2 separate regions of the Arachis hypogaea genome follow, and region 2 is linked to region 1. Evidence: chromatin contacts called from public Hi-C data. All regions are on one chromosome and are shown on one strand. Each heading gives the region's core, a stretch centred on a gene start, on an enhancer-like site or on the middle of the called end of the contact. The rest is flanking DNA. Distances are from core to core; before and after follow the strand shown.

The links. Hi-C and Micro-C count contacts between places; a contact is called where the count stands out from the background.
Region 2: a contact with region 1 is called in a Hi-C map of leaf, with 8 times the contacts expected there. The contact joins the promoter of LOC112801082 here to the promoter of LOC112801063 in region 1. A contact is called at or near these places in 6 of 8 Hi-C or Micro-C datasets (leaf and an unstated tissue).

The regions. Positions count from the first base shown.
Region 1 is chr5:29,707,202-29,710,579 of arahy.Tifrunner.gnm2.J5K5, forward strand. LOC112801063 (pathogenesis-related homeodomain protein) reads right to left here and starts at 1,640. Exons shown (of 10, transcript XM_072236985.1): 1 at 158-1,640.
Region 2 is chr5:30,361,665-30,365,042 of arahy.Tifrunner.gnm2.J5K5, forward strand. LOC112801082 (methylsterol monooxygenase 2-2) reads left to right here and starts at 1,824. Exons shown (of 7, transcript XM_025843615.3): 1 at 1,824-1,981; 2 at 2,180-2,317; 3 at 3,005-3,150; 4 at 3,283-3,378. The coding sequence starts at 1,898. LOC112803376 reads left to right here. Exons shown (of 2, transcript XM_029298295.2): 2 at 315-976. The coding sequence ends at 841.

The DNA of each region.
Region 1 (3,378 bases), core at 390-2,889:
TAAGAACAACAGCGAAAATCCAATAATCTAAAAGCCATATCCTAGTCAAGAAATGATACATAACTTATAGTAATAACAAATTAACAATGCCTTCACAGATTCTCTAACAATGACAATAAGAAAAATAGACAGCTTAAAGAAAATAAAAAATTAGTACCTTTGACCTTTCCAGCCTTCTCCAGAGTATGCATAAGGTTCTGCTCTACCTTCATTTTGATTAACAGATACCTTGTTCTCCTCTGCAGGCGCAAAGCATCATCAAGATCCACATTATCCCTTCGCCTTTTCCTCCTTCTCCTTCTCTTAACTTTTTGAATATTCACTTCCCCATCAGCATCGTTCCTGTCGACAATAGGACAAAAAGAAATTTTCTCCCCCGGTTGCTTTGTCGAAGAGAGCATCTGCAAAGATTTCCCATCATTGTAATGCATATTTTGTCCAACAATCAATTTTTCACTTGAAGCATCTTTGATTGACCCCTTGATGGAAGAAGAATCAGTTGCTGTGCCCCTTGATGTGGCTGTGCAAACAACGAGTTTGTGAGGTTTCGATTTCAATTTCTGCTTCTTCCCTTGGCCTTTGTTACTACTTGTTTCGAATCTCGGTGACAAATCAAGCTTTGAATCAGTATGTTCCCTTGAGTGACTGGATTTTCTAAATCCTCTCTTATTTAACTTTTTCTCAGTATCTCGCATATTAATTGATCATGTATAACCCACAAGTTCAGCTGAGAATATCACTAAACAAATTCAGTGGAAGAAGAAAACTCTTATGATGTTCTAGACCATGATCACTAAACAAATTCAATTAGTCCTTTTAAGAACCATGACTCAACTAAGCTAACAAACACTTCCAGCCCCAAGGCAATTTATCCACAGCCAAATTTTTGGTCCAAACAAAGAAAGAAAAAGAAAAGAAAGCCACAAGACCTTAATTTTTGTTAAGACACCACAAGATGCAAGCTCAATTTTTTATAATACCCCACAAGTTCAAACCCAAAAACAACGAGAAACCCACTCGAGTTTAAGGCCAATTAAGGAAACTAACCTGTAAAGAAGTCAAAGTACGGTGAAAGATCTGAACTTTATGTAGCACTGAAGCTATCTCAAAAGGCAAAGCAAAAACCATTGAACCTTTTGAACTGAGTGGGTTATATGAATGTGAAATTGGGACTCAGAATCCCAATGTTCACAGATAGACTAGAAACAACGGCTAAGCTTTAAATGTTTCTTGTTGTTATTCTTCTTCTTCTTCCTAGTTCTTTTCTTCCCCCATTAACTCCACTTTTGTTGTGTAATGTGTTGTGTACCTTCTTATATAATTACAGTCCCAGAAAAAAGTGTTCACCACTGTTGTTTTGTCCCTCTCTTAATTTCTAACCGAAATTGCATCTTTGCCACAAACACAAGCAAATTTCCCCTTTGACAATTCTTTGATATTGTCTCTCAATTTTCAAATGAAATGTGATATGTAGAAGAGACAGAAAATTCTTCCTTTTCGAAGAGGATAAATTCCATCAAATGAAAGATGTGTATTGTGGAAAGCAAACGAAATTATTACTTGGTGAATTGAAGATATTGCCATTGTGGTTTTTAAAGGCATTTCATTATTTGCGTGAGAATAACAATTCAAAATGCGTTAGAAAAATGTTATATAAATAAGAAATAATGGATTTTAACAACTATACATGACAACTATTTTACACTAAAAGTAATATAAATATATATAAAAGCTTATTATGTGTAGCCATATAATTATATAGTATTTTATACTTATTGTATGACAGTACTGTAAGCAGCTGAAATGACCTATTATGTAATCAACTAAGATTAGGGTTCTTGTTGACTAATTCTGTATCATTTTAGCAATTAAAGGACACAATGATCTTTAACAAATTATAAAGAATTCAAATATATGGCAATTATCGTATAATATTAAACATTGTACCTTAAACATTGTATCTTAAGCATAAAAAATTAAACACACACATATCAAAAGAACATATTCAGTTAGGTTAGACCCCTGAGGTATTTGATTGATTTATTAAACTAAATCTTATATAATATTATGCATCTATTTATAATATTATATTAAATAATATAAAATGATAATTTTACACCTTTTCTGTAATAATATCATTTTAAAACAATTTTTTCTACACATTCCAGATACAAAAGAAAATTATCATGTAATCATTTTTCAACTAAAATATTTAAATAAAAAGTAATGGTTACATAATTAATTATACTAAAAATTGAATATACTAATAAATAATTATTAAAGTAAATTTGATTTTTCAAACATTTCCAAAGACACTCGTAGTCAAAATACAAAAAGTGTTTTTAAAGAGTAAAGACAAAATACAAAACTCATTATGTCATGAAGATGGTATTCTAGTGCCGAAAATTATTTTAGATATAAAAAAGAAATTGGTGTTTAAAGTGTTTTACAGAATTATAAAGGTGTTAGAAATACTGCTCAACACGCAGGTTCTATGATACTCATAGCAGAGATTTTTAGCAGAAATTTGTCACGTATCGTGTTCCCAAGCAACACGCAGGTAACGTGTTGACGTAGCAGAGATTCGGCACAATTTTCCAAGTCAACTTTATCAGAGATTTCCAACAGAAATTCGTCACATAGCAACTGCAGAGCAACACACAACATCCGTGATACCAGCGGCTCCAAACACGCGCAAGCCACGTATCTCCATCTGGTTAACACGCAGGATGCGTGATAAGATCGAATCGCCACATGTCCGCCATGCAGGTAACGTGTTGTAGGCTGTCTCCATGTAAGAAGCAAGCCTTGTTCTGGGAACTGGTGTCAATTGATGTTTAAGTTTGACTTCAGTTGTATAAAGGGAGATGAGGAGTGTGACTTGGCTCCATTTCATTTTCGTTCCCTCCTTCGCTATCACTATACAATCTCATCTCATGAGCCATGGCCATAGTCATTAGCAGCAATGATTTTTTTTCATTTTGTTTTATTTATTGTGTTAGGAGTGATTAGTTAGTTTTAAAGTTGAGAGTAAGATTAGAATATCTAAAATGATACGTAATTATATGTCTGTAGAAGATCATATCATCAATTATTTGGGACATCCTAACTATGTAGGTTTCTTATTTTCAGTTAATTTGTTAGTATTTATTTGGTTAGCATTAGTTTAGTAGTTTGTCACTATTTACTTGAATAATTTTTGTCTAAATATACTATTAAATCTTAATACGAATAAATAATATAAGTAATAATAATTTTTTTCACTAGGCATTTCGCACACCTTAAATACTTCGTTTCTTCTATCAAATCGGTACACAACGATGTTTCCTGCACACTGCATGTTTATCCGGACAAGGAGGCAGAGCTGCCAATAACGGT
Region 2 (3,378 bases), core at 574-3,073, 650 kb after region 1:
GAAGCCCGCCCCGCCCCGCCAAAGCCCACGGTTTAAGCGGTGCGGGTTAGGAGGGATTTTGTTATTTGGCGGTCCCGATTTTCCAACCCAACTCGCCTTTTTTGGCGGGTTGCGCAGGCCGGCCCTACGGGTTTAGGCCCGTTTGCCACCCTTAGTTAATACTTTAACAGTTTACATTCATCTTGTACCTGCATCTATTAGACTCTTGTCAAAGCTACGTTTATGTGCATCATCCTGTAGGTGTATGTGTTATCATATTAGGGTTTTGTACTTTTGGTTTCGAATTAATATTGACTTTTGCAACTTGTTAACAGGTGCCAAAACTGAGGAACCAAAGGCTACTGGTGATTCATTAGGTCAGAAAGGTGCTGTTCTTATGGTCTGTAGGACTTGTGGGAAGAAGGGTGACCACTGGACTTCAAGGTGTCCCTACAAGGATCTTGCTCCACCGTCAGAGGGATTTGTCGACAAGCCTCCAACATCTGATGCTGCAGCTGCTGTTCCTGGTTCAACAAAGGGAGCATATGTGCCTCCTGGAATGAGAGCCGGTGCGGAGAGAACTGGATCGGACATGCGGCGCAGGAATGATGAGAACTCTGTGAGGGTCACTAACTTATCGGAGGACACAAGAGAGCCTGATTTGCTCGAACTGTTCCGCCCATTTGGCGCAGTGAGCAGAGTCTATGTTGCTATAGATCAAAAGACGGGCATGAGCAGAGGATTTGGATTTGTTAACTTTGTAAACAGGGAAGATGCACAGAGAGCAATTAACAAGCTCAATGGATATGGATATGACAATCTCATCCTCAGAGTTGAATGGGCTACCCCCAGGACAAACTAGATTCTTGATTGTTTTATGCCTCTTTCTTTGAATGGTCTCTTGAAATTTTCCCTAAATTTTTGCAAGAGAATTATATTGTCTTCATCCTTTGAGATTTTAAATTATTTTTAAATTAAAGTGAACTGCAATTCAAAATCAGTTGCGTTGATGAGAGAAGAGTTGTTTGCTTGGTTGCCTGATGAAAATCATATAACTAAAGTTTGATGGCCATGTTTCACTTTCGGTTTATACGCTACTATTTTTTGAGTTAAATATAAAAATAATAATTGGACAATCCATATTTGTATTGTGAAATAAGGATTTGATATATCTTGCCATTTCCAACTGGATCACTTATCAGTTTCTCAAGCTATATTTTTGCGGAATTACAGTTTCTATTGTTTATTCAACGATGTATATACAAGCAAAATTTTATTCAGAAACTGTTGGTTGATAAAATTCAGATGGGATTATAAAAAGTTTACATTTGAAAGCCAAAATTGTTGATAATGCTAAAATCCAAGATGGAACATGAGTGCAACTTAGTGCATAAGCTTCATTCCTTCATTCTCCTTAGCTCATTAGTATTAACAATTTAACATAGTATAACAGGGCGCATTAGTAAAATGTGGGTTTTTATTAATGTGAGGGTGATCAAGTTAGTGAGTATCTTAATTTCTTAATCTACATATCTCAAATTCAAGGATCTCTTTTTATGATGGACCACGTTTTAAATCATAAGTGATAAGTCCGGTTCAGCAAAGGAAGGAAAAAAAAAAAAGAGAGCGAGAGAATTTATCGGAACACTAGCATGCTTTGGATCCACTGATCCACATGAAAATATTCATATACAACATGGAATGGTTAATTTTGTGTTAAAAAAAAAAAAGATAAAGAAAAACAAATAATAATGTGGCCGAGATGGCGATATGGCCTTCTCTAGTAAGGACTTATCAATGACTAGTGCTTACAATTTTTGTGTAAAAAATAAAAAAAATGTTTTTTTTTTTCTAAAACAGAAAGTGTGCATGTGTGTGAAGGAGAAGGACCCTCCCCAAGAAGAGTACAAACCTTGGTATGTGCACTCTCTCTCTCTCTCTTCGCAAATTCTCTTTCTGGGTTGTACCATCCATGGCTTCCTTCGTTGAATCCGGTTGGCAGGTTCTGTCTTTTTCCTACATTTCACTTCATTCATTCGTTCGTTAATAAAGATCTCAACTTTGAACGCACCTCATAATTTTTACAATGTGCCCATTTAGAATTGGTGTTTGTTTCTTTTTCAATGTTTGACTCTTTTTTACATATTTGAACTTTGTTTTTCCTTCTTTCTTTTTTGATTTTTTCCCTGTGTGATTGCAGTTTTTGATCACGCATTTCAGTGACTTTCAATTGGCATGTTTTGGGAGTTTCTTTCTGCATGAGAGCGTTTTCTTCTTATCTGGACTTCCTTTTGTTTGGTTCGAAAGAGTTGGATGGCTCAGCAATTATAAGATTCAGGTTTGTCTATATACTTTATATATTTAACTTTTATGATTTATCTATATATGCTTGTTTTCTCTCCTAAGTTGTTAATTGCTTTGTGGATGTTTACTCAAAGCTCCAAGGATCAATGTAATTTGCTTTGGCAATGGTTGATATATTCCCTATGATAGTCATTGTTATTCAGCTATAAAATCAATTTTATGTATTAATTGTGTGATTTATTTATGTCATGTATGCAAGGAAATCAAATGGTTCTAGTTGATGATGATTTCAACCTTTTTGGTTGGTCATTCCTTAGAAAGTTTGTTCTTCCTCATCTGTATCTCCTACATAAGCAAAATTTCAATGCCAAATAGATATATCGTTCTGCATTGTTCTATGTGTTTAAAACAGTGAACATATTATATTAATCCTCCCGAAAGTGTTCATGTTTTGTCCAGAAGAAATAATTTTTTCACTCTTTCATGAATAGTAAGAGATGAATTTGTCAATTTAAAGGCCAGTGTTTTTGTTCTTCATATGTTTCAATTTCGTTAGGAATGAGATTGGGAGTTTACTTTAATATGATCATTTTTCTTGTTGATTTGAATAGGAGAAACTTAAATATGCAGCTTCTAAGATCTCTTTCTCTTTTCCCATTTTTGTCTTGGGAAGCTTGGTCTGTTAGATTTGAAAACTTCATTATTGCTTGCTTTCATCCAGGGGAAAAATAATAGCCCTGCAGCTCAGGAGAAATGTATCATTCGCTTAATACTGTACCATTTTGGTGTCAATCTACCAGTCGTGATTTTTTCATATCCTGTGTTCAAATATATGGGCATGCGAAGTAGTCTTCCATTGCCATCCTGGTACTTTTTCTTTCTTTAGAGCACTTTCAATACTAATGACATTGGAGCTCCATGATAGGAGCAATATATGTAGAAATTTCTAATATATATCTTCGCTAAGCTTACAAAGAAAATATTCATTTGATTTTGCAGGAATGTAATTCTAACACAAATAATCTTTTACTTCATTTTGGAGGATTTTGTATTTTACTGGGGTCACAGGGTATTGCACACAAAATGGCTGTACAA